Linked DNA regions of Mus musculus: all the other regions are linked to region 1. The links are chromatin contacts, called in public promoter capture Hi-C maps. All regions are on one chromosome and are shown on one strand. The core of a region is the stretch at or near the end of the contact, and the rest is flanking DNA. Distances in the headings are between cores, read along the strand shown.

Evidence for each region. Promoter capture Hi-C pulls out the DNA fragments that hold promoters and counts their contacts.
Region 2: a contact with region 1 is called in a promoter capture Hi-C map of pre-B cells, with 2.9 times the contacts expected there. The contact joins the promoter of Qsox2 here to the promoter of Gtf3c5 in region 1. A contact is called at or near these places in 1 of 39 promoter capture datasets (pre-B cells) and 1 of 115 datasets of contacts at active chromatin or transcription factors (astrocytes).
Region 3: a contact with region 1 is called in a promoter capture Hi-C map of liver, with 2.4 times the contacts expected there. The contact joins the promoter of Gpsm1 here to the promoter of Gtf3c5 in region 1. A contact is called at or near these places in 2 of 39 promoter capture datasets (both in liver).
Region 4: a contact with region 1 is called in a promoter capture Hi-C map of neutrophils, with 4 times the contacts expected there. The contact joins the promoter of Ubac1 here to the promoter of Gtf3c5 in region 1. A contact is called at or near these places in 6 of 39 promoter capture datasets (erythroid cells, hematopoietic stem and progenitor cells, liver and 2 more), 1 of 484 Hi-C or Micro-C datasets (CD4 T cells) and 1 of 9 other capture datasets (liver).
Region 5: a promoter capture Hi-C map of pre-B cells shows a contact between it and region 1, with 2.4 times the contacts expected there. The contact joins the promoter of Pmpca here to the promoter of Gtf3c5 in region 1. A contact is called at or near these places in 6 of 39 promoter capture datasets (the C10 cell line, embryonic stem cells, hematopoietic stem and progenitor cells and 3 more) and 1 of 115 datasets of contacts at active chromatin or transcription factors (astrocytes).

The regions. Positions count from the first base shown.
Region 1 is chr2:28,580,385-28,584,713 of GRCm38.p6, forward strand. It overlaps Gtf3c5 (general transcription factor IIIC, polypeptide 5), which reads right to left and starts at 2,895. Exons shown (of 12, transcript NM_148928.3): 1 at 2,441-2,895. The coding sequence starts at 2,593.
Region 2 is chr2:26,233,832-26,238,741 of GRCm38.p6, forward strand. It overlaps Qsox2 (quiescin Q6 sulfhydryl oxidase 2), which reads right to left and starts at 3,568. Exons shown (of 12, transcript NM_001302956.1): 1 at 3,212-3,568. The coding sequence starts at 3,521.
Region 3 is chr2:26,314,054-26,318,325 of GRCm38.p6, forward strand. Gpsm1 (G-protein signalling modulator 1 (AGS3-like, C. elegans)) reads left to right here and starts at 1,480. Exons shown (of 14, transcript NM_153410.5): 1 at 1,480-1,667. The coding sequence starts at 1,600. Gm52505 (a long non-coding RNA gene) reads right to left here. Exons shown (of 2, transcript XR_003953775.1): 2 at 1,296-2,373.
Region 4 is chr2:26,018,511-26,023,224 of GRCm38.p6, forward strand. Ubac1 (ubiquitin associated domain containing 1) reads right to left here and starts at 3,250. Exons shown (of 10, transcript NM_133835.2): 1 at 2,887-3,250. The coding sequence starts at 3,024.
Region 5 is chr2:26,386,964-26,391,348 of GRCm38.p6, forward strand. Pmpca (peptidase (mitochondrial processing) alpha) reads left to right here and starts at 2,385. Exons shown (of 13, transcript NM_173180.3): 1 at 2,385-2,469; 2 at 2,973-3,175; 3 at 3,268-3,347; 4 at 3,532-3,614; 5 at 4,121-4,215. The coding sequence starts at 2,402. Entr1 (endosome associated trafficking regulator 1) reads right to left here and starts at 2,353. Exons shown (of 10, transcript NM_026563.3): 1 at 2,186-2,353; 2 at 1,953-2,102; 3 at 1,529-1,597; 4 at 593-708; 5 at 1-348. The coding sequence starts at 2,255.

The DNA of each region.
Region 1 (4,329 bases), core at 1,645-4,144:
TGTAGACCAGGCTAGAACTCAGAAATCTGCCTGTTTCTGCCTCCCGAGTGCTGGGATTAAAGACATGTGACACCACGCCCGGCTAGGACTCATTTTTAAACCCAAGTTTATTCATGTTTAAGTAGTAAAGAGAATGAAGTCAAAGAGGCTCCTTCCAATAGGTTACAAAGTGAGAGATAACAGCTAATTAAGTAAAATCCATCACCTATCAAGTGCAGGTGCCACACCACAGGCAGGGTTACTGTCCTGTTTACTACTGAATAGACAGAAGCTTTCAGACTGACTAAGGTAGGGCCAACCAAGCCAAAAACTACCCACCTGCTCCAGGACTCAATTGATAGTCTCTGGCAGTCATTGCTTATTATTACCAATAGCCTTCAAGGCCCCAGTTCCTTCTTCTTAAAGAAAAAAGAAACAAACAACCCCCCACCCTCCCACTGAATAGTGTCCACCTCATATATGATACTGTTACGAGTATTAAATTAAAACAGTGGTGCCTAACTCCTGGTAAGTACTAACACCTACATGTGAACAGATGCTTGCCCCACATTTGGTAAGAGGCATGCAGTGAGTGTCAGCTGTGTGTGTGTGAACAGAGAGTGTGTACTGGCGCAATCCACTGGCCACCCATAAGTTTAACTCCTGACTCCCAGTACTCAGGATAGGGGCCTTCAGGAAGCGCTCAGTAGCAAGTTAGGGAAAACATGAAAGTTAAAAGAAGCCTGAGGGCTGGAGAGATGACTCACAAGTTAGGAGCTGTTTCCAGACTGGAGTTCAGTTCCCAGCACCCAAACATTGGATATAGTGCACAACCACCTGTAATCACAGCACTAAGTGGTCCAACGCCCTCTTCTGGCTTTCACAATCACCTGGATACACAACTAAAAATAAGGTTAGAATCTTGAAAACGGCAGCCTCATTCCTCAGGCACCCTTCTCATAAAACGCACAGTTCTGACCTACCAGAGCAGGGATGAGCCCAGCCATGGCCTGACACATTAGGACGACTTCAGAAACCCAAGAAAAATGTAAGAATGGAAGACTGTCTATATCAGGCAACCCTGGGGTAAGGGAGAACAAGGATTCTCTCAATATCATAACATCCATCAGTTCTTATCCACACCCATAAAAAAGTGGAGCAGCAGCTCAGACTGTATTTGTGCTGGAATTCATTTTCCTGTCATACCAGTAGCAATGTCTGGCTTAGCCTTTCTTACCTGCCCCCTTATCTGGAAAAAGGAAAGAAAAATAGTATCTAGTTCACTAGGATATTATTAGGACGTTTTGTTGTTTGTTCTTTTGAGACAGAGTTTCTTTGTTAGCTCATGCTGTCCTGGAACTTGATCTGTAGACCAGGCTGGCCTTAAACTCAAAGATCCACCTGCCTCTGCCTCTGTAATGCTGGGATTAAAGGTGTGGGTCACTACTGCCCAGCTTCATTAGGACTTAACCAAATACTTGATAAATTTTTATAAAATGGGGAATCTGTACAGATATTAGTACAGAGGTAAACAAGAGAGATCCTAGCTCGGTTTACAGCCCCAGGGCCAAGTAATAAATGTAATACATGAACAGGTAATACATGTATCAAACTGAAATCTGAGTGGAATTATCAACGGAAGGAGCCAGAATCTGCTTATGCTAAGATGTTCAGGGAAATCATTTCTAAAGAAACAATTCCAAGATTCCACAGAGCATCACTTTAGGTCCACTACTTGTTGTGTGGTTATGTGGCCTGTTTACTTGTAAAATGCAGATGTTGTCAGTTCCGGCCCTGGGGATTGAAAGGACTGTGGCATGTTAAAAAATAAATAAATAAAAATTAAAAAATGCCGGCCCGTGGTGGCGCACGCCTTTAATCCCAGCACTCGGGAGGCAGAGGCAGGCGGATTTCTAGTTCGAGGCCAGCCTGGTCTACAGAGTTCCAGTACAGCCAGGGCTGTAAGAGAAACCCTGTCTCAGGAAAAAAAAAAAAAAAAAGCCGGGCAGTGGTGGCACACGCCTTTAATCCCAGCACTTGGGAAGCAGAGGCAGGCGGATTTCTGAGTTCGAGGTCAGCCTGGGCTACACAGAGAAACCCTGTCTCGAAAAAACCAAGGGGGGGCGGGAGAGCACTTTGTACGTGCTAACCACATAATACAACGCCGGCGAATTGTGTCACTTTTAGTTTCAACTACAGGTGGTGGAAAAGTTCTCTTTCCTCCCGTGCCTCGGTTTTCTGCCGAGAGCAATAAGGTCAGAGCAGCTCACTGTCCTGGGATAGATGCCAAGCATGCTACTCACATTTGGGGACAGAAAGAAAATACCGCCTAGTTCACAACAGGTCCTAGAGCTTGCCTAAACTCTCCGTTGCCACGGAAACCGCTCTCCCGCCCGGTGGTCCCGCCCATTCAGTAGACACGATTCCTTTCCCGCGGTCCCGGAGTTTCCCAGCTCCTTACTCGAGAGACGCTTTCCTCGCCGCCCAGGGTCTGTAGCATCTTGGCCTCGTTACGTACTACGCCCGGGTACTCCACGCACACCAAGCGCCGTTCCCGCCGCAGGTCCACAGGGATGGCGGCCTTCGGGTCCGCATCCGGCTCCGCCGCCGCCATGCCTACTAGTCTGGTTCCAGCCCGCCGCGGTCCGTTCTCAAATGGCTCCGCGAGGCCTCACCTCAAAGGTTCCGCGAAGGAATTGTTCCGGTCCTCCTTACCTTTCTCGTCTCCTTAAATCATGGAGACTCGAAGGCCTCCAGGAAGAAGTGCGTCGCCGCAACTGTTTATTTTGCTACACCACACAGAACTGGGGGCTTTTTAATTTAAAATGAAGAGGGTTGGACAAAGGGGCGAGACGAGGGCGTATCCCACCAGCCGACCCAACCAAGACAAGCCAGGATTCGACCGGGTTTTTCCGGATATCCCGTCCAATGAGAGCTTGAAGACGTGCCCCAGGCGTCCTCTGGCCCGCCTCTCATCCCTGAGCTGGTTTTCGGCTGTCAAAGAAAAAGCAGTCCACTGAGTCCTCTTAGCCTTGCTCCTGTGTGCATGTATTTAGGGCTGAGTGCAACTGTAAATTAACAAATTGATAACTTCTTATCATCACACCTCTGTGAGTTTAATACACAAGCTTCAAAGCCTTTGTTGTCATCTTGCAGAGATGACAGTAAAATATTAGATGCACATCGCATCCCATATTAGGATGTACGCACAGCATGCTTAGCAAAATTTGCAACATAGGCTACTCACCTGTTGGTTCTGTGAGGGTCTGATTAGATAGGTAAGTCTGCTGAACTCGGTGCTTCTACCTCTGAATGAGAAGAAGTTCGGTTCCTGAACCTACAAAGCTGCTTCTAAGCTACATGGAGCCTCGGTAAACCCCTCATCCAATGTAGCAACACTCTCAATATTCAGCTGTCATCTCTTCTCCTTATGATATAAACATGATCTTAGAAAGCGATCTCACGTTGTTCCTGTTCTCAGCGGGACCCTCACCCCTCTTTCCCCCCACCACCTAGCTGTCAGCTTCTCTTCATCACTTAGGTTTATGTATAGGCTTTATCTCCCCTGGGGATCCACCATGATAACCTAAACCTAGTCTGCTGATTTCCTTGGTGCACTCGGCACTCAGACGCACACATCGGGGAGCACAGCCTTATTTGCTTAATGCTGGCCTTGCTTTACTGTGTTGGCAGCTTCCTAAAGGTAAGTATTGCTTTGCTGCGGACCTCTCAGACCTGAACACGGGGGTAGACACAGAGTATACATTCACTAAAGATGTTGTGAGCCAGTGAATGAATGAGGCGACACTTTCATGACTCATTCAATCCAGGCCTAGATCGACACGTGGCCACAGAACACTGAATCAATCTCATTCTAGAGAGGCATGTCCGTATGTGAACAGGAACCACGGAGAAGGGCAGGAGGGGAGACAAAGACAAGGACCAACCTGAGGTCCTCAGGCCAAGCTTCTGAGAGAAAGAGACTTGGTCCTGCCTGGGATCCAAGCCAGATCTGGCGCACAGACCCTCACAAACAAAAACTTACCTATCTAATCAGACCCTTCAGACTGGAAGCTGAGAAGAGCCAAAAGGATCAGGCAGCTAATGAAAGCAGTGTCCACACATTTAGCATTTAGGAAATGCAGTCTCCTGCATGCCTGGGTCTGTGGGGAGTGGATGATGAATCAGAAAGCCTGTCCTTCTAGAACTCACATTGAGTAGCAAGAACAACTAGCAAAGGAATTGGAGGCTGAGACGCTGTTCAGTGATGGAAGAGGTGCTTACTGTTCAAGGTGTTGAGTCCCATCTCTAGGCTCCCTCCCACCTACCATTACACCTAGAAAAGATAAC
Region 2 (4,910 bases), core at 2,318-4,817, 2.3 Mb before region 1:
CTTCAATAGCCTGTGCAAGCAGAAGGCACCGGGCGCCATGGGAAGGAGGAACAGAGGGGAGGCATGAAGGCCTCACTACCGCTGGCAGCAGTGACAGAGCACTCACCTGTGTTTCTGCCTGTGGATAACACACTCTGTGCCTAGCCACCTGTCCAACATCTCCTACTCTCAATTCGCAATGTCCTCTAGAGGGACACAGGAAGTGAGCCAAAGGGGCTCTGGAATCACGTGGCCTGTCTGTCACCTGGTACCATTATTTGCAATATCAGAGACTAAACACCTCCTTGCCAGACAGCTCTGGACACATTCTAGATGCTGTGGTGAGTACCTGCCAGGTCTCCTTTCAAGTCCTTCACCAACAACTTTAGGGGCAACCACAGATGTGTTCTCTCTCCACGGAGGACTGAAGGGGAGAGAAAGAGCCCCGAGGTCACCAAGAGCTTAGGGGCACAGGCTTCAGGGCACACTCCTGTTCTCCTAGGTCTCTACAGAAATCCTTCAGTGCCCAGGAGAATAAGTGCAGGTGTCAACTGCCAACTCAGATTGTGCTAAACATGACAGTTTGAGATAACAGATTTCAACAGAGCAGGGTTTGTTCTGGGAAATACTTAAGATAAGAAAGGCCCAAGCCAGAGCCACATAAATATGAGAATGGCCTTTGGATCCACTGAACAGTAGATCTTTTGTTAGCCTATCTGTCATAAGGAAAACCGCTATTTCCCCGCAAAGTCAGAGAAGAGAAAAAAACTTCACCATACGTTTTTGAGGAAGTGGCAGGTGTCCTCAACCTAAGACACAAGATTGAGGACGCCCTCCCTCCAGACACAAGCTGGGGACCCCCACCCCCACCCCAACCCCCACGACCTTTTCCAGCTGCTCATTCAATTAGAAAAGATTGAGGAGCAGGAAGACAAGCATAAAGTACCTTCTAGCTAATTGTCAACCATGGCAACACAGCCAGTCCAACCAGAGACTAGGGTCGGGACTAGGAGAAGCCACTAGGTGCTATTTCATGGAGGCAGGAAGAAACTACTGGGGAGGACCCAATACAAGGCCTGCATGTCCAACTCACAGGTGACTGATTACCCCTAAGCACCCTCTGTCCTGTTAGATCACCCAGGCAGGAAGCCAGCAGGAAGCATAGCCAAGTGGAGGCCAGGCAGAAGGTCTAGTGCTTCCCATATTCTACACACAAGTCTACAAGGCAAGGCACGGAAGGTACTGAGGTCACTGTCACAGGAGGACTGGAGTGAGAGTCAGAAGCTTCCTGGGGAAGCTGTCCAACATGACAGGCATCACATGGGATGTCATCACTTCTGTAGGTGTTGTAAGGGATCCTGCAGTTAGGCAGGATCCCTTACAACAGGTGACCAGACACCTCCAGAAGTTAGGATCCACCCAGCAGCCTAGGCTGGGACTGATAACACTAGGGTTAGCACCTACCAAGTCCTCAGGTGACTTGCTTCAGGAGCCTCTGACATCCTGACTCAGGCAGTTCTGCCCTCAACATCCTGCACCCCTCTTCAGGCCCTCACCTGCCCCTGCCAGTCAGCTTTCACTTTCACCACACCTTGCCCCATCTTCTAGGCACCAGTCACTCTTTAAAGACAACTGCAGTTCACTAAGCCAACCACAGCATTAGCTGTGCATTTTTACTGTGGCACTTTTGGAACTGTTCTTCCTTTCAAATTCCGGGGACAACTGCAGCACTCTCTGTTGGTTTGGTTAATAGAAGAGCCAGCTTATAACACGTGATGTGGCTTGTACAAGTTAGCTACCAGATTGAAAGCCAGAACTGATATAAGCAAAAAAGCTGCCAACAAGTCTTGCCAGGGTCACCTGCAGGTCCACCAACAAGCATTAAGAAATGGAAAATCCTCTCCTCTATTGAGTGGCAAAAAATAAAAATAAAACCCCCACAAAAAACCAGTGTATAAACTGTCTTTTCACTGTCTTGTCTCACTTTTGGCTAGTGCTTGTCAAGGACTTAAGGAAACTGAGATGGCTCAAAGTTTAAAAGCACAGACTGCATCAGGGTGTTGTGGGTGCTCGCCTTTAATACCAGCCCTCAGAAGGCAGAAGCAAGCGGATCTTTCTGAGTTCAAGGCCAACCTGGTCTATAGAGTGAGTTCTAGGACAGCCAAGACTACACAGAGAATCCCTGGCTTGAAAAACTATAAATAAAGAGGCAAACAAAGAAAACCCCACACACTGCTCTTTCAGTCTGGAGTGTCATTCCCAGCTCCCTCCACCTCTGATTCCAGCTGCAGGGAATCCAAAACCTCTGCCTTCCAAGGGAAACTGCACTCACCTGCACACACCCACGCCCATGTAATTCAAAACAAATTAAGTATTAAGAAGAAAGAAAAAGAAAACTTACGACCCAAGAGAACAATGTCATTAGATTCTACATAAGGACCAAAGCAGAGGTCAATGGATTCAAGGCCAGCCTGGACAACGTCATGAAACTGTCTCAAAAAAATAAAAAAATATAAGTCAAAGTGCCCCAACAATGAGGAAAGAGAGGGTAAACATTTTAAAATAGTCATCTGCAATTGCGTACTTGGAAAAAGGGCTTCTTTGCAAATCTGTTTAAGAAGAACACAGCAGTGTTCAACATCAGACCTAAAACCAAAGGTGCAGGAAAAAGAGTAACAATTTGTTGTCTTGCCCTGAGAGATCTGTAATTAGAGGTTAGTTCAACAGTTGTAAGCCAGTGAAGCCAAATGTAAGCCAGTGCTGGGAAGGCCACTTAAATTCCATTTACAGGAGCTGCTCCAAGGGGTCTGAGTTCTACAAAGGTGAGTAACTAAACATATATGGGAAGATTTCCTGAAAGCTATGGCTAGTGACCCAGAAGCCCAGCAAGAAGACGCTTTGTAAACTTTCTGCTGTTGCAGAGCAGTCCCCAGAGTGGGTATCTAAGTTTCTCAGCCCAATGCCCACCATATGGTCGGCTACCTAGCAAACGAGGCTGAGGTTTGACAGGAATGGGGACCTTCCTGAGTGGAGAGGGTAGCCTCTGAAATGCAATTGCTGGGTATGGGGAAAGTCAAACTGATCGGGTAGTGGCTAGGATAAGTGGTTGGGGACATGTTGAAGTCGGTGTTCTGAGCTGGCGACCTCAGGAAAGCCATCGGCCCCATCTGTGGGGCTTCGCCCACGTAGCTGTTGCGTCGGAGGAACGTCCACCGGCGCGCGGGGCCCTCACCTCGCACGTCCGCCGCCAGCGCTCGCCAGGTGGGTGCGTAGCCGATGCAGTGGCCGCACCACGACGAGTGGAACTGCACCAGCCACGCGGCTGAGCTGTTGCCCGTGGCCGACCGCACGCTGCCGCTGTCCAGCAACCACACGGCGTCTGAGCCCTCGCGGTAGAGCCGCGCCCCGCCGCCCTCCCGGGGCCCCACTGCCGCCACCACCGCCAGCAGGAAGAGCAGCCGCGGCAGCCGCGCGGCTCGAAGAGACGGTGGCTGCCGCGCATAAGCTCCTGGATCCCGCGCCACAGCCCGGGCGGCAGCCATGTTGGGAGTGCCGCCGGCGCGTTGACCTTTCACCCTGGCAACCGGCGTCACGTGCTTGCGCGCGCCGGTCCCGCCCTAGGCACTAGCCCCGCCCCCGAATCCGCTAATCTTCCCAGGCACTACTCTTCGTTCTCGCCCCGCCCTCGTAATTTGACCCCCCTCCCCAGCACTGGTCATTCCAGGTCCCGCACAGCTCGCTTTTTTGCTCCGCCCCCGAACATTGTTCCCGCCCCAGAATGTAGGCCCCGCCTCATTCCTTAAGTCTGCTCCGCCCCTGTGCTCCTGGCCCCGCCCCTGCCTCTGGTCATTGGCCCTATCCCAATTAAAAAAAACTCTTAAAAATCTTAAAACCCGCAAGCAATTTTCACCTAGTGAAAGTCCTGGGCCTAAGTAGCCAGATTTAGCAAGGGGAAATAGCCCGTGCCATGTTGAATGTTGAGTAAACACCAGGCCAAGATTTTCAGTCTGAAATGCAGATTTAATAGGACAAAAACAGATCGAAAAAATATTTGCTATATGCCTGTATTTCTTATGTAGCATGAATCCTAGATTTTACATGCAACCTATGATTTTACCTGTCAACTTCAAACATCCACGATGATCCCTTGACCTTTTTATAACCCACATGATACAGTAGAACCACCTGGTAAAGTTGGCTGGCTTCCTGCTAAGATGGTAGAAAGGAGAGGTAGACCTGACTCTTCTTTTTTAGACAGGGTTCTAAGGCTGGCATGGAGTTCACTATGTGCCTGAATCTGTCCTCCTGCCTCCCTGGACTGGGATTACACATGTGCACCACCATGTCTGGCTTCTCCAATCACTCAGTCTACTTTCCTATGCTAATGTTCTGCTTTCTCCAAACACTAGAGAGAATATGTAATCTCTTCTACTTCCTGTTTGTCTACCTGATCTCTCACTGTACGGTTTTTCCTACTTCACTCCCTGTCAACTGGTCTCTTGTTCTTCCTCTTGACCTATTTAATATTGTTTACAATAAACCAGGCGTGGTGGCGCATACCTTTAATCCCACCACTTGGGAGGCAGAGGCAGGCAGATTTCTGAGTTCGAGGCCAGCCTGGTCTACAGAGTGAGTTCCAGGACATCCAGGGCTATACAGAGAAACCCTGTCTTGAAAAGCCTATCTATATCTATATCTATATCTATATCTATATCTATATCTATATCTAATCTATACTGTTTACAATAAACAGAAAGCTCATGGATTAAAGGTGTGTGCTAAGGGCTGAGCCACACCACAACTAGAAACCGGTTTTATTCTCAGTAAATAACACAGTCTTGGGGTTTACATTGTGATCAAATATCCTGCAACAGGGAGACATGGTTGGGAGACAAATACAGAGAAGCTATTTGATTTTTAATGGTCACCAG
Region 3 (4,272 bases), core at 230-2,729, 2.3 Mb before region 1:
TCCTGACTCAAGGAAGAAGCAAATTTGTCCCCAGTAGAATGTTGTGGGCCTAACAACAGAACCCTGTAACATCACATATGGGGCTCATTGGTTTGGTCCTTGGCAAAGCTGGGGGCCCGCAGGGGCTTGTATTGCTGCAGTATGTCTCTAAGGGCCTCCTAAAACCAAGGCCTGGGAATCTAAGCCCAGTCTGACACCAAGTGGGTCATAGCAGCCTCCATGTGTATGTTGTATCCTTTGAAGGCAACCAGGAAGCGCCTGCATTCCAGAGCCAGGGTCTGCTAGGGACCAGGCCCGAGACTTCAGCAAACGTGGGTGGTGCCTGGCCAGCCATAACACACACTCTGCCTTAGCCAAGAGAGAGCAAGCCCTGGCTCCTGTGGTCTTAGGGGGAGGTGTGGGGACAGCAGCAAGCTTGCGCCTCGCCCCAGGCACAGATGGTTCTCATTGCTCGCTCCTGCTCCTTCCTAGGAAAACAAACTAGCTCAGGGCCAACAGCCCAGTTTTATCTTGTGTTTGTTTTTGTTGCCATTTTTCTCCGCCTGAAGCCACTGTACTGTGGGCTGCGTCTGCAGGGTCTGTCTGGGGTGACCTTGGCATGGTGTCCCTCTTCAGACCAGGGTCCAGGGGTGCAGAAAAACTGCCAAGGACACTGCCATAGTCTGCACCCTGACATGTTCCTGTTCCACTGAGGGTCACAGCTACGTTTTCAAGAAGATTTAGAGTGGCCTGGAGAGAAGAGCAGAGACCTGGGTGAGTCCCAATGGAACTGGCTGTCCAGATGGTGCCCTGTGGCTGGCTGGGGGTTGGCTGAGGTGAAGGCTCCAAGGCTACTCAAGTTGGATGAAGAAAGATCACTCCGAGGTTCAGATCCTCAGGGTCCTGGGAGAACTCAGAGGAGGGTAGGCAGATGAATGAGCAACGGCCAGCCTCCCACGTGGGCTCCTGGTGTTCTTCCAGTATGTTTTCCAAACGCTTGCATTTCACAGATGAAATTCAACATGAAATCTGGTGGTGAAAGCCCTAGGAAGGTAGAGACTTGCCTAGGGCTGGACAGCATCCTCCCACCCTGACTCCATCTAGGAAGACCTGTTTTCTCCTTAGCCCCAGGAGCATCTGCATGGCCTGTACCCCACAAGAGGTGACAGGAAAGGAACAGGATGTGTGTGTGACAGCAAACTCTCGTGTGTGTGTGTGTGTGTGTGTGTGTGTGTGTGTGTGTGTGTGTGTGTAAGAAAAAGCACTAAACTCCAGGCTTAGCAGGGCTTCCCCCCCAAAGAAAAGGAAACACAGCATTGTCCACACTAGAGCAGGACTCTCCTTGCACTGGACCTCAAAGACAGAGCCCCGCCCACCCCACGGTAGGCGGGACCGCCGCAGTGGTGGCCGGTGGGCGCCTGCCCCTCCCCACCCTCCCTCCGCCTGGCGGCGGTGACATCACAGCTCTGGCGGGAGGGGCGGCGGCACCCCAGCACATCACTTCCTCGGCGTCTCCCGCGGACGCGCGGACAGGCGGACGGACGCGCGGACAGGCGGGCAGATCGGCAGGCGGACGGCCGCAGAGCGGGGCGGTGCTCCTGCTCGGCGCGTCCCCGACTCATGGCGAGCCCGGCCCCGCCCGTGGCCGAGGAGCTCCCGGGCCCGGCCTCCAGGCGCCTCTACTCCAGGTAGTTCAAGGACCGGGATGGGAACGGGGACCTGAGCGGCAGACGCGGGCGGGAGGCTGCCGGCCCAGAACAAAGGCTGCTGCGGCGACGCGCAACGTGGCCGGGGACGCGCCTCCCTGGATCTGCGTAGGGAGCGGTGGGGGCGCGGGGCCCAGGGCCCAAAGATCAGTTTCGCGGTAGAGGGGTTGGGACTGGGTTCTGCCTGCAACCCTGTCCTGATGCCAAAAGGGCTTACGGGGCGGGCACTCCACCACCCGGCTCTGCGGGACCCTGAGTAGCATGGATGCCAGTCTTCGTTATCTGGAGTTCTCTTCTCAAGCCTGACACTGCCGTGACCCGGTGTTGGTGTAGCATGGCCACGACCCAGGCTGTCATGATGGGGCCCTGCCTTCACTAGCTATCCCCAGCCCTAGGCCAGAAGGAGCTGGGCCTGAGCCAGGCAAGTGGGTGTGTGCTTCCCTACAAAGGCATTTGCCTTCCAGGCAGGTTCACAGGTGATCGAGCGGTCTGTGCTGTGTGCCCGCCCACTGGGAATGACAGGATAGTCCTGCCCCTGGCTCCATGCCTCCCTGGTGACTCCCTTTTGATGGATGAGGGTGTTCTCCGGTGAGATGCTGATCCCAGAAGTGGACCAGAGCTGTCAGTTCACTCTGGCTTCAGGTTGAGCTGGACCGGCCTGAGTTCTGGGCAGGGGCTGTCATCAGACCTAAAGGAAGGCCCAGCATCCTTCAGTTAGCTTCTGGCCCCCACCTCGTCTAGCCCTTCCCCATATCTGGGGTCTCCCTGTTAGGGGTCAACCCTGAAGAAATCTACTCAAGTGGGGTGGTTCATCAGCTAGCCAAGCTCTGCCTAGTACCCCCAAAGAGCAAAATGAGGGCTTGGTGCCTGGCGAACAGATCCTTGCCGTCCCGTTCTAATACAGTGTTCTAATGCTGCAGCTCAGAGACAGTGTCCCCATTGTGTGGTGTTGAAGATCATGCCTGAGCCCCACACCCTCCTCCAAGTTCTAGTGCAAGGGTAAGAGGTTTGCTAGCAGCTTCTTGGAGTCCCCTGGGAGCAGAGGCTCTGTGGGGTCACATTTAACTCAGGGCCAGCCACCCCTGTGAGAAGGAGGTGTCTACTAGGCAGACTGCAACGTGTGTGTGCATGTGCGTGTGCGTGTGTGTATGTATGTGTGTGCGAGTGCTCGCATGTAAGAGAGGGAGGTGGACATTCAGAGCACAGGTCTCAAAGCTGTGTCAGTTGCTCCCAGTTCCCCCTTGAGGTGACTCACTAGGTAGAACCCTAGCCCCTGTGTAGCTCTCACTGGTTAGGAACAGTATTCAGGATACTGGTTGAGGCCCTGTGCTCAGCTTGGCATCCCTCCAAGCTGAAACCCAAGCTGAGCTCAGAGGGTTGAGCTGGGACCAGATTTAAGCTGTGCAGCCAAGAGCCTTCCCACTGAGCCTTCCAGGAGGCCCGTGAGCTGTTTGGCCTCCACCTGTTGTGTCACAGCCAGGCTTCCCTGGGCTGATATGGGATGTCTTGGTGGGAGACACTCTCTGAATCATCCACTGTCCCACGAGCATCCCCATTCTTACTGGTATCTGACTGAGAGGGTTTGATACTTATAAAATGGGGCTGAAGAGCTGAGAAGAGCCACAGATAATGTCCCTGAATGGCCAGCTCCTCATGGAGTGTAGCGAGGGGCTGGCTCAGGGAGGCAGGAACACTGAGAGGGGTGGGGCAGAATGGAGAGGGTCTCTGTTGAGAATCTCTGGTACACTGGCACTGAGGCCAGAACAGGGGGTTGGGCTAGAGGGTCCCAGAGACAAGTAGCCAGGAAGTCCTTATATGTCCTCTTCTGGACTCCCAGCCCCACGAGGAAGAGGCTAAGGCTTGAGTGAAGCTGGGAAGGGAGGGTTAGCAGGGGAGCCCACATTGGAGTGGCCTTACAAAAGGTGCACCTAGGGTAGGGGCTACTGGTGCCCGGGCATGGCAAGGCCTCTGTGGCCACATGGCCATACAATGCTGGTCCCCTACTTTAGTATCTCTTTCTGTGTTCTCTCCTCAGCGCTGTCCCAGACAGCACAATTCCCCAGGTAGCCCTGCAACCCTGACCTTTAGGTCCTTTCCTGAAGCTAAGATATCTCTTCCCTTCGCAGCTTCTACTGCCCCTTACTCCCTCTCACCCCTTCCCTGGCTGCTGAGGGAAAGTCAGCGTAACTTCCTTCTGTGAGATGCTGGGCAGTGCGGAGCTGTGAGCAAGGGTCTCTCAAGCTTTGGGCCAGGGATCAGTCCCAGGTGTCTGCTCTGCAGAGAAGGGGGCAGGCAGAGATTCAGGTAGCTAGACAGCTCGTTGTGGATACTAGAGGACACCAGGAGACTTAAGGGGACACACAGATGAGATCAGGAGGCCACGAGCAGAGTGTGGAGTCAGCTGCTGCTACAGTGACTGAGATGTGGCAGACAGTGCCTGGGTCTTGGTTCTTGTGTTCTTGGCATCTGTAAGGGGAGTGGCACAGAGCTGTGATCCTTTGAAAGTGGCTCCAGAGGTGACATGGCTTGGGGTCAGGACCGCAGTGTAGAGATGGGTCAGCTGAGTGGGCAGTGCCCTCCTCTTTGG
Region 4 (4,714 bases), core at 2,000-4,499, 2.6 Mb before region 1:
AGAGCCACTTGCCACCGTACCCCATCACCAGAAAGAACTGTATCCCTCCAAACCATGAACTAAAATAAACATCCTTTCATTTGCTTTGATGTGGTACCAGGTCATAACAACCAAAACAGTAGAACCCCATTCTGCTTCAAAAACTACTAAGTGGGATGCTTTGAAATTCTAAAATCCCTGGTTAATTCTAGCAGATTTGTCAAGTTCAGAATACAGTATGAAACACAATTAGAACCTACTAACTGTATTCTGAAGCCTGTCAGCAGCACACCGGAACAAGACATGACACAGGTCGTCACACTACACACCACCACAACCCTATCTTCACGTGCACATATCCCAGAGGTGTCTGTCATTAGCTTCTGCTCATATCTAGTACTGTACATCATGGAAAGATAACAGGTCATGGGGGCTGGAGAGATGGCTCAGTGGTTAAGAGCACTGACTGCTCTTCCAGAGGTCCTGAGTTCAATTCCCAGCAACCACATGGTGGCTCACAACCATCTATAATGGGATCCGATGCCCTCTTCTGATGTCTGAAGACAACAACAGTGTACTCATATACATTAAATGAATAAATAAATCTTTAAAAAAAAAGATAACAGGGGCTAACTCTTCACAGGACCTGGGACGGTTTAGGCTTTGAAGGAGAATTCATGTGCTTCATCCAGATGGTACACTACAGAAAAGCTCCTCCACACCACAGCTCCATCACCCCAGACTTCCACTAACCCCCTTTAGAAAAGAGGACTCACTGTGCCCCTTTCCTAGATACCGGCAGTGGAAGCTGGGCAATAGCATGGTGAAGTCACTTTGGGTAAAACAAAAAGGGGGAGGCAAAAACCAAATCTATTTCCTTAAGAATTTAAATAACAAGCCTCTCCTTGATACAGCTGTAAATTCCCAGGAGTGCTGTGGGAGAAAAAATTTTTTAAAAAACTCTATCATACCCCTCTGGAAGAGAGGAAAGAAGAAAAAATAATAGTGATAACAACCCCAGTAACCAGGGTGCACAGGACAATAAAGAACATGGAAGTCAGGTCAGGATAAAGTATCTTGTGCATGACAGGTTTACAGTCAGGTACAACGAGAAGATCATCTTTTCTAATAAATGCAGTGTGACTCCTAGAGCTGATGGGACCCGGAGGTGGGTCAGTTCTAATGCCTCTGCTCTCCAGCCCTGTGATCTAGAATGCTGTGAAATTCTCCTGCTGCTTCAGCCCTCTGCCCTGGAAAATGTGGAGTAGAATAGTCTCAATTTAAACAAGAATAATGACAAAAATGGTCAAAATGATACAACTCCAATATCAACTGGAATATTAAACATCACAAATAATTAGCATCATATCAAAACCTGCTGCCTAAGCCTAACCATACTGCCCCTAAAATGTATTAGCAAGCATCTGTGAATCATCTCCCTACCCCCTTCATAGAATACTGCCATGCTCATTACGTATATCCACACCACAAGTGAGTTAGGCAAGAGATCACAGCAGTGAAGGTGACATCCCATGCTCATGTGGTTTGAGGCTGACACCTTTCATTCCTTCAATCCTTACACCGACTTTGAAGTTACTCCAAGCTCAGCCCCCGAGGAACTGACCTAGGAGATGACACAGCATAGTACTAGGCCAGCATGGATGCTAGGGAACAGTCTAGATGCCCAAGGAGGCCCCAGTCTTTAAGCTTCTGCTGAGCCTCTGGGTCTTGCTATTGAGAAAATCCACAGGCTCAACACAAGCTTAAAGGTTGGGGACTCCTTGGGCAGTCTAAAATACATTTTGTCCTGTATGTGAGCCTCATTGAGGTGAACCACAGACACTGAGACCCACGGTTACTCAACATCTAATGCACTGCAGAAGAGGGGCTTGAAACAGATCTCTTGGAGCCTGCCTGACATTACACACTGACTACACAAAGGCACACAGATGATAAACTACCCTTTGCAAGCAGCTGCTATAGTAACTTGAAGACTGCCTTTAGAGGAAACACAATGCTGAACTTTAACACAACCTACTGCTGTAGATCCCTAACTTTCCGAAGAGTCCCCTCTAAAAAGCTATCTGGCACTAATCTTGTCTGGCATGGTGCTTCCATAGGCTACCAGTGTCTAACAGACATCTGTTTCATCTTCAACTGGGAGCAGTTAGAGCCAGGAAGGCTTCAAGAACTAATTCCAAGACTTAACTAAAACTAAAAGGCTAACTATAGTACAACGTTCACTGAATGTAAGTAAACTTAACAAATGCCACTTGCTGGCAGGAGACAGTCATCCTGGACCTTCCCACTCAATCAACTGTTGCCCCAATAGAAAGTAGAAGCCAAGGAACTTGTCCCACAGTGACACTATTTTAAGTGACTACTGCTAAGTGTCAAGTCCCGGCCATGGGCTCCTAGCAGCTGGCTCCTCAGGCAAGGAGCCAGTCCTCTTATAATGGGATCTAGTTACTTCCAGCTTCTGGAGGAAACTAAAAGCTCATCCCAACAGCAGGCAAGCCCCAAGGCTAGAAAACCATGATCCCTTGCCTTTGCCTCTCCCAGTCTCTGTTCACTCTCGCCTTCACCTCCCTAGCACGTTGCAGAAATTAAATAAAGCTCGCTCAACAGCGGGGGCCAGATGCTCTTCTCTGAGCACTAGGTTTGTGATTGGAGGAGCGGAAGGCGCTGCCCAGGCCCGGAGGAGCGAAGGCTGGGAGCAGCGGGCTGCACGGCAGGGACTGGGGACCGGTCCAGGAAGAAGCGAAAATCTGGCGTCTAGGTAGAGATAGGAGTGTCGGGGCAACCAGAAGGCTGGGGACTGGGGCGGAGTCTGGGACATAAGTCTAGGTTTCTGGTTTTCAGAACGGAGGCAGAGGTGGAACTGGGTCGTAAGGAGCTCGGCCTTACATGTTTGAGGCAACTCTCCTTGAGCTTCTCCACCGATGTGTCCTCGGTCGCCTCCTCCAGCCACTCGGCGCCGTCGGCTGCGCAGATGTGCAGCCGAAGCACCTTGCCCGCGAAGATCTTCTCCTCCTGCACGAACATCGCGCCGCCGCCCGGGCCTGCACCCGCCGCCCGAACCAGTGAAGGTCACTGAGGCTGGCGGGAGGACCAGGGGCGGGGCCGGGCCGCCGTGCGCTCCTTCGCTGGCCGCCGCCGCCCCGCCCCGGCTCCTGTCAGCTCCGCCGCCCGTCACTGAAGGGGCAGGAGCTGTACCCTTGCTGCCACTGCCCGTGTCGCCGTAGCCGCCCGGAGCGCGCGGTCGCAGCCGCGCCGGAAGTGCGTAATGAGCGCCCGTGGGTATGCCGGGAAATGTGGTTTTTTTTTGGCAGGCATTCTGCTGTTGCCCACCCCACCCCCCGCACCCCCCGCCCGCACCGCGCCGGAAATAGGTAAAGTGCACCAAGGCACGCCGGGAGTTGTCGTTCCCAGGCAGGCTCACGGCCCCCTTACCAAAAATTAATGTGTGAGGTGGGTCAGATGCATACCGGGAGTTGTAGTTCTCCATATACCTCATTCCTTCAGCACCTCCCAGCCTTGTTACCTGATTTGCTGGTCTGTTGGAATTGAAAAGGGCTCCGGAGTCAAGTACACAAGATAATACGTCTGGGTCAGGGCACTAGAAATGTGTCACAGTTGTAAGTGCTTGTATGCCATGCACAAAGCCCTGGGTTTGCTCCTCGGCGCAGCATACGCCTGGCACAGGTTTATAATCCTGAACGTTTAGGCAGAACCAGAAGGTCAAACAGGTCATCCTTGACTACATAATGAGTTCAGAACCACTCTGGAATACAAGCCTGCATAAAACACATACAAATGCGCGTGCGTACACACACACACACACACACACACACACACACACACACACACACACACGCATGCGCGCACACACTCACACATACGGGATGGGGGGCCCTGGCTCGGTGGTTAGGATTACTTTCTACTCTTGCTGAGGATCCTGTGTTTCTCAGAACCCACAATGGTGCTTCAGAATTATCTTGAAGATCAGACACACTGTTGATACATATATGTAAGCACAATACTTACAAAATAAATCTTTTTAAGCTAAAAAAAAACAAATAAAAAATAAATAATATCATAATTATTAGTGATCCAGGAATGGTGGTGTGGAGGTAGGAGGAACAGTTCAAGTTCATAGTCATCTTTGACAAGATCCATGAGCTCTTGCCACAGATCTGTGTCTTGGCAGATGGTACAGAACTAAGCAATAAGGGTTGTGAGGAGTGGGTCTGAGGCCCCTCCAGCTGGTCTTCAAGTTCCCCAGGCCTCTCCCCAACAAACCCCTTGCTCTTTGTCCAAAGCCTAGGCTACTAAGCCCCAGTCTTCAGAGGCCTAATGTCCTCTTTCTCTTGGAAGCCTGTCATGGTGCCACCTAGGGCATAATAAGAATGTTTGCAAGTATTTCCACATAGCCCATTCAGCATCCTACCACTGGATATACTGAAAGAAGTACCCAGAGGGACACGGGACAAGTCCCTTCCATATGCTTGATCTGGCTCTCCAGGATTCCCAAGAGTGAAGTGAGCAGAAGGAATTGTGGAGACAGTGATCTTTGCAATGTGTGTATGAGGTCCCTTTGGAGCTGGAGACAACAGATCCTCTCCTCCAAAACCTCCAGGCTTCTATGTGAACACAGAGATACCCCTCAGAGCACTATGAGGAAGGATAGGCTGCCCAGCCTCCCAGGTCAGCCTTACTACAGAAGCCCGGCAGG
Region 5 (4,385 bases), core at 1,135-3,634, 2.2 Mb before region 1:
TGCAAAGTCTGCATTAGGACTCCCAGCTGGAGACGCTGGGGAGATCCTGGAGTCGGTGTCACTCAGCGTCCATGGGGGCAAAGACTCGGGACATGCCAGCTCTGACGAGTTGGAGAAAAAGGAAAGGTAGGTGTCACAGGGCGGTGAGTCCTGTGTGTCTCTAGAGGAATGAGTCTGATCCACGGCAGATGGCAAGTAGGTTATATTCCATCCATCATCTTCATCCTCCTCTAGGTTGCTGGCTCTTGTTGGGTCTTCAAAAAATGGCTGCTGAGATTCCAGGCCATATCCCATGAGCTGGGAGGCAGGGGAGCTGTGCTCTAGTCCCAGTGGGTGCCTTGAGGCTTCCTAAAAACAGTGGAGAGAAACACTGCAGACTGGAAGCCAATGCTCAGCCTTCTCTATGCTCCCACAAAGAAGGCCCATCTCATCTACCAAAAGGGGGCCAAGCAGCTGTTCCACCCATACACAGTCTCTCTGTCAGCAGCCATATCTGTCCTGCTTTGCTCCCCACACTCAAGTGTCTGCCTCCAAAGCTGTAAGGTACAAGAGATGTCCTTTAAGGCAACCACTGACAGCTTCCCAGATGTACCTTTGGGTAAATTCGGCTGGTGGTCGTGTCTTCTTTTGACAGGCTGAGGTTCTTGGTTTTCAAAAACTCTTTGAAGGAGAATGGATTGGCTTCTTCAAGGTCTTCAAGTTTGTCACCTGAAAAAACGAACACCACAGAAGACTGTGAAAGGGCCCAACATCCTGTGTTACCATCACGTTTCAACTGTAACTCAAAGAACATTACAGAACATGAGAGCTGCCAAAGAGGTTAGAGAATATGCAGGCTCTCACCCTTTGGCCTCCTTGAGACAACCCTTGCCACTTTAAAAGAAACAAAAAATGCTGTGCCAAACAAAGGTCAAGTCCAGGGGTCCACCCACATTCAGGTAACTGATCTACCTCTGAGTCATATGCCCAGTTCCCCAGTAAAGCCTGTAGGTTGCTGAGGCTGACTTCACTCCACCCCCCTACACATACTACCCCCTGTGCGCACACACAAACACACAACACAGTGGGCTGAAGGCTACTGTAGGCGATTCAAAGCTGCTGAGATGCCACAGTGCATCTCAGGAACTGCTCTATGCCATCCCTTCCTCTGACCTTCTCTCCAACTACCCTAGTTGACCAGCCTCTACCTCCACACCTATCAGACTCAGTTGCTTATGTGGGTCTCATAACACCTACATCTTATGTCGCTTTTTTCTTTTTCTTGGTTTTTCAAGACAGGGTTTCTCTGTGTAGCCCTGGCTGTCCTGGAACTCACTCTGTAGACCAGGCTGACCTCGAACTCAGAAATCCGCCTACCTCTGCCTCCCAAGTGCTGGGATTAAAGGCGTGCGCCACCACTGCCCGGCTCCACTGCTCTTTTGGGCTCCAGGTATATACCCCTTAAACCCTGTCATCCTGAAAGCCCATGGCCAGACCCCTGCCAGGCACTGAGTCTAAGAGGGAAAGAAGACCCACTGAGCTACTCTACCTCCAAAGCGCGTCTCAGGGGCTCCCGAAGGACCTTGGTTAGTACATTTCCCCTTTCCATAGCCAAAACCTGCAAAAAGACATGGTCAGCTCACCGTGATCACAGCAAGCCTTATGACTGCAGCGTTTGTCCAGGGAGGTGAAGACCGCAGACGCCTGACTCCCACTGAGTCTGGGACTAGAAAGCTGTCTTCTGAGGCTGGATGCGGTAAACTACACATCCCTGCGCGCTCTAAGAGCAGCTGCAGGTGGAACGCAGACCCGCTAGGTCCAGCCCCTGGCCTTGCCCAAGCCGGTGGGCTTAAGTGGCCTCCGAGCTCCACCAGGCACTACCTTCCTGCCTTGAGGCGGGCGGGCGGGCTGTGGGGAGGGCTCCCCGCGCTGCCCAGCTCCGCACTGTGGCCGGCGCCCCGACCGACTCTCACCTGTGTCTCCTACCGAAGCCAGCACCGGGCTGGGCACATAGCACATAAACGTCGGCCGAAAGCCGAAGAGATGGGGGTGCAGGTCCCCGCCATGGGGGCGCTCACAGTCTAGCTGGGGGAGACAAGACCGGCGCTCATAGAACGCAGGAGCTGTAAGCGACAACGAGAGCGGCTTCACCGCGGGCCGCCGCCGCCCGCGCCCCCCGGCCCTGCCCCAGCCGCGCGCCGCTCACCGTCGGGAACCACAAGGCTCCGCGTCCGCGATAGAGGGGGCGCGCCCTGCCGCCGCGCGTAGCCCGACATCGCCGCGCCCTAACCCGGCCGCGGCCCCATGGCCCGCAAGGCAGTCGCCGGCCCCTGCCTCATCCGGCTCGGCGGGCCGGAAGCCAGCGCCGAACGCCGCGGGGCGGGGTCGGAAGCGGAAGTGACCGCAGAAGCGCGGCGGCGCGATGGCGACGGCAGTGTGGGCGGCTGCGCGGCTGCTTCGGGGATCTGCGGTGCTGTGCGCGCGGCCCAGGTGAGCCGAGGCCTGTCTCGGTGCGAGGAAGGGAGGACTCGGGGGAGTTGGTACCGGGGGGAACTGGAAGAGAAGAATGGGCCTCTGGATCAGAGCACAGGCGCCTTGGGCCTGGAGAAGGAGCTGGGGACTGGAACCTGGTTGGGAGTGGTCGGCAGAGTCCCTCGGCTGGAGCCTTTAGACCAAAGCGAAGCCCTGAGGGGCCGGGCTTGCCCAGGCCCATATGCACAGGAACTCGTTTCTCACGCAGCCTGCTGATCAGAGTGGACAGTGAAGCCCCAAAGACCGGGGTCGAAGAGATGGCTCAGTAGTTAGGCCTACTGACTGCTTCCCCTGGGTTTGGCTACCAGCGCCCATTTGGTGGCTCACAACCATCTATCTATAACTCCACTATCCAGGGGATCCAAAGCCCTCTTCTGACCTCCATGGACAACGGGCATGCCTGTGATGAACATACATCCGTGACATAAAATAAGACTAAATATTTTGCTGCTCTGCTGTAGGTTTGGATCTCCTGCACACAGACGGTTCAGCAGTGGTGCCACCTACCCCAACATCCCCCTCTCTTCTCCCTTGCCTGGAGTACCCAAGCCTATTTTTGCAACAGTTGATGGACAGGAAAAGTTTGAAACCAAAGTTACCACTCTGGACAATGGGCTTCGTGTGGCATCTCAAAATAAGTTTGGACAATTCTGTACCGTAGGAAGTAAGTTCTATTGGCCATTGTTTTGAAAACTTTCTGTTGATTAAATGTTTTGAATATTTGGCTTAACCTGTCCATTTTCTTTTTATTACCAGTTCTTATTAATTCAGGATCACGATATGAAGCGAAATATCTTAGTGGAATAGCTCATTTTTTGGAAAAATTGGCATTTTCGGTCAGTGTCTAATTTGTAATTTTTATAAGTTTTCAGTTTTCCTTTTTAAGAACTTGTATTAGTTAAGGATCTGAATATGAAGTTGGTGCTCACAAAAGACTTCTGACATGATTTTGTGTGTTTGAAAGCAAATGTACACTTAATGGATTTTGGGTTATTTACTTAAGCTTAATTATTTTTATAGTCCACTGCTCGATTTGACAGCAAAGACGAAATCCTGCTTACGCTGGAAAAACATGGTGGTATCTGTGACTGCCAGACCTCAAGGTATTTCATGTCCATCTGTCCTCCTCATCATGTCCTCCTCATCCTTGGTCAGAGTCTCTTAGAGTCTCTCTGAAAATCCACAGCATGCCTGATGTTGGGGACAGAAAGCATTCCATACTAGTTTCTTCTCTGACATCCTTTGACCTTTAATTGTCCAGGCCTTTACCTGGGAAGAATGCTAAGCTAAACAGGCAGGCTGCTGCTGGCTATCTGAAGCTGGGCATGTGTCCATGTGAAACCAGTCTTCATTTAGACCAGCTGGTTATTTGTCCAGGCCTAGGAAGCCCTGAGTGAGAGACTTCCTCTGTGAAGAGAGGAGAACCAGTTTCCTCTGGTTCCAAAGTATCTCATGGAGAGCTTCACTGTGGGCAGTTGTGGCTCCCAGAAGGCCTTCACACCCAAGAAAGAGGTAGTGGTAGTGTCTTTGCTGGCATGAAGGGCCTCAGTGACTGAGTTGTTATCTGGTGTAAACCATGCACCTGCTATTGTGGCTTATTTCCTTTCAGAGACACCACCATGTATGCTGTGTCTGCTGACAGCAAAGGCTTGGACACTGTGGTGGATCTGTTGGCTGATGTGGTTCTGCACCCCCGACTGACAGGTGTGGCTCTGAGGCTGGGTGGTCAGGAGGAGCTTTGGAAGGGCTATAACTTCCTGTGGGGAGGCACTGTTAGAGCCGGGCACTCATGTGCCAATCATTGGAGAGTGCCAGTGCTGAAACAAGCCTGCAGTGTTCTACACAATGTTTCATCCTTTAATATATCTAAACGA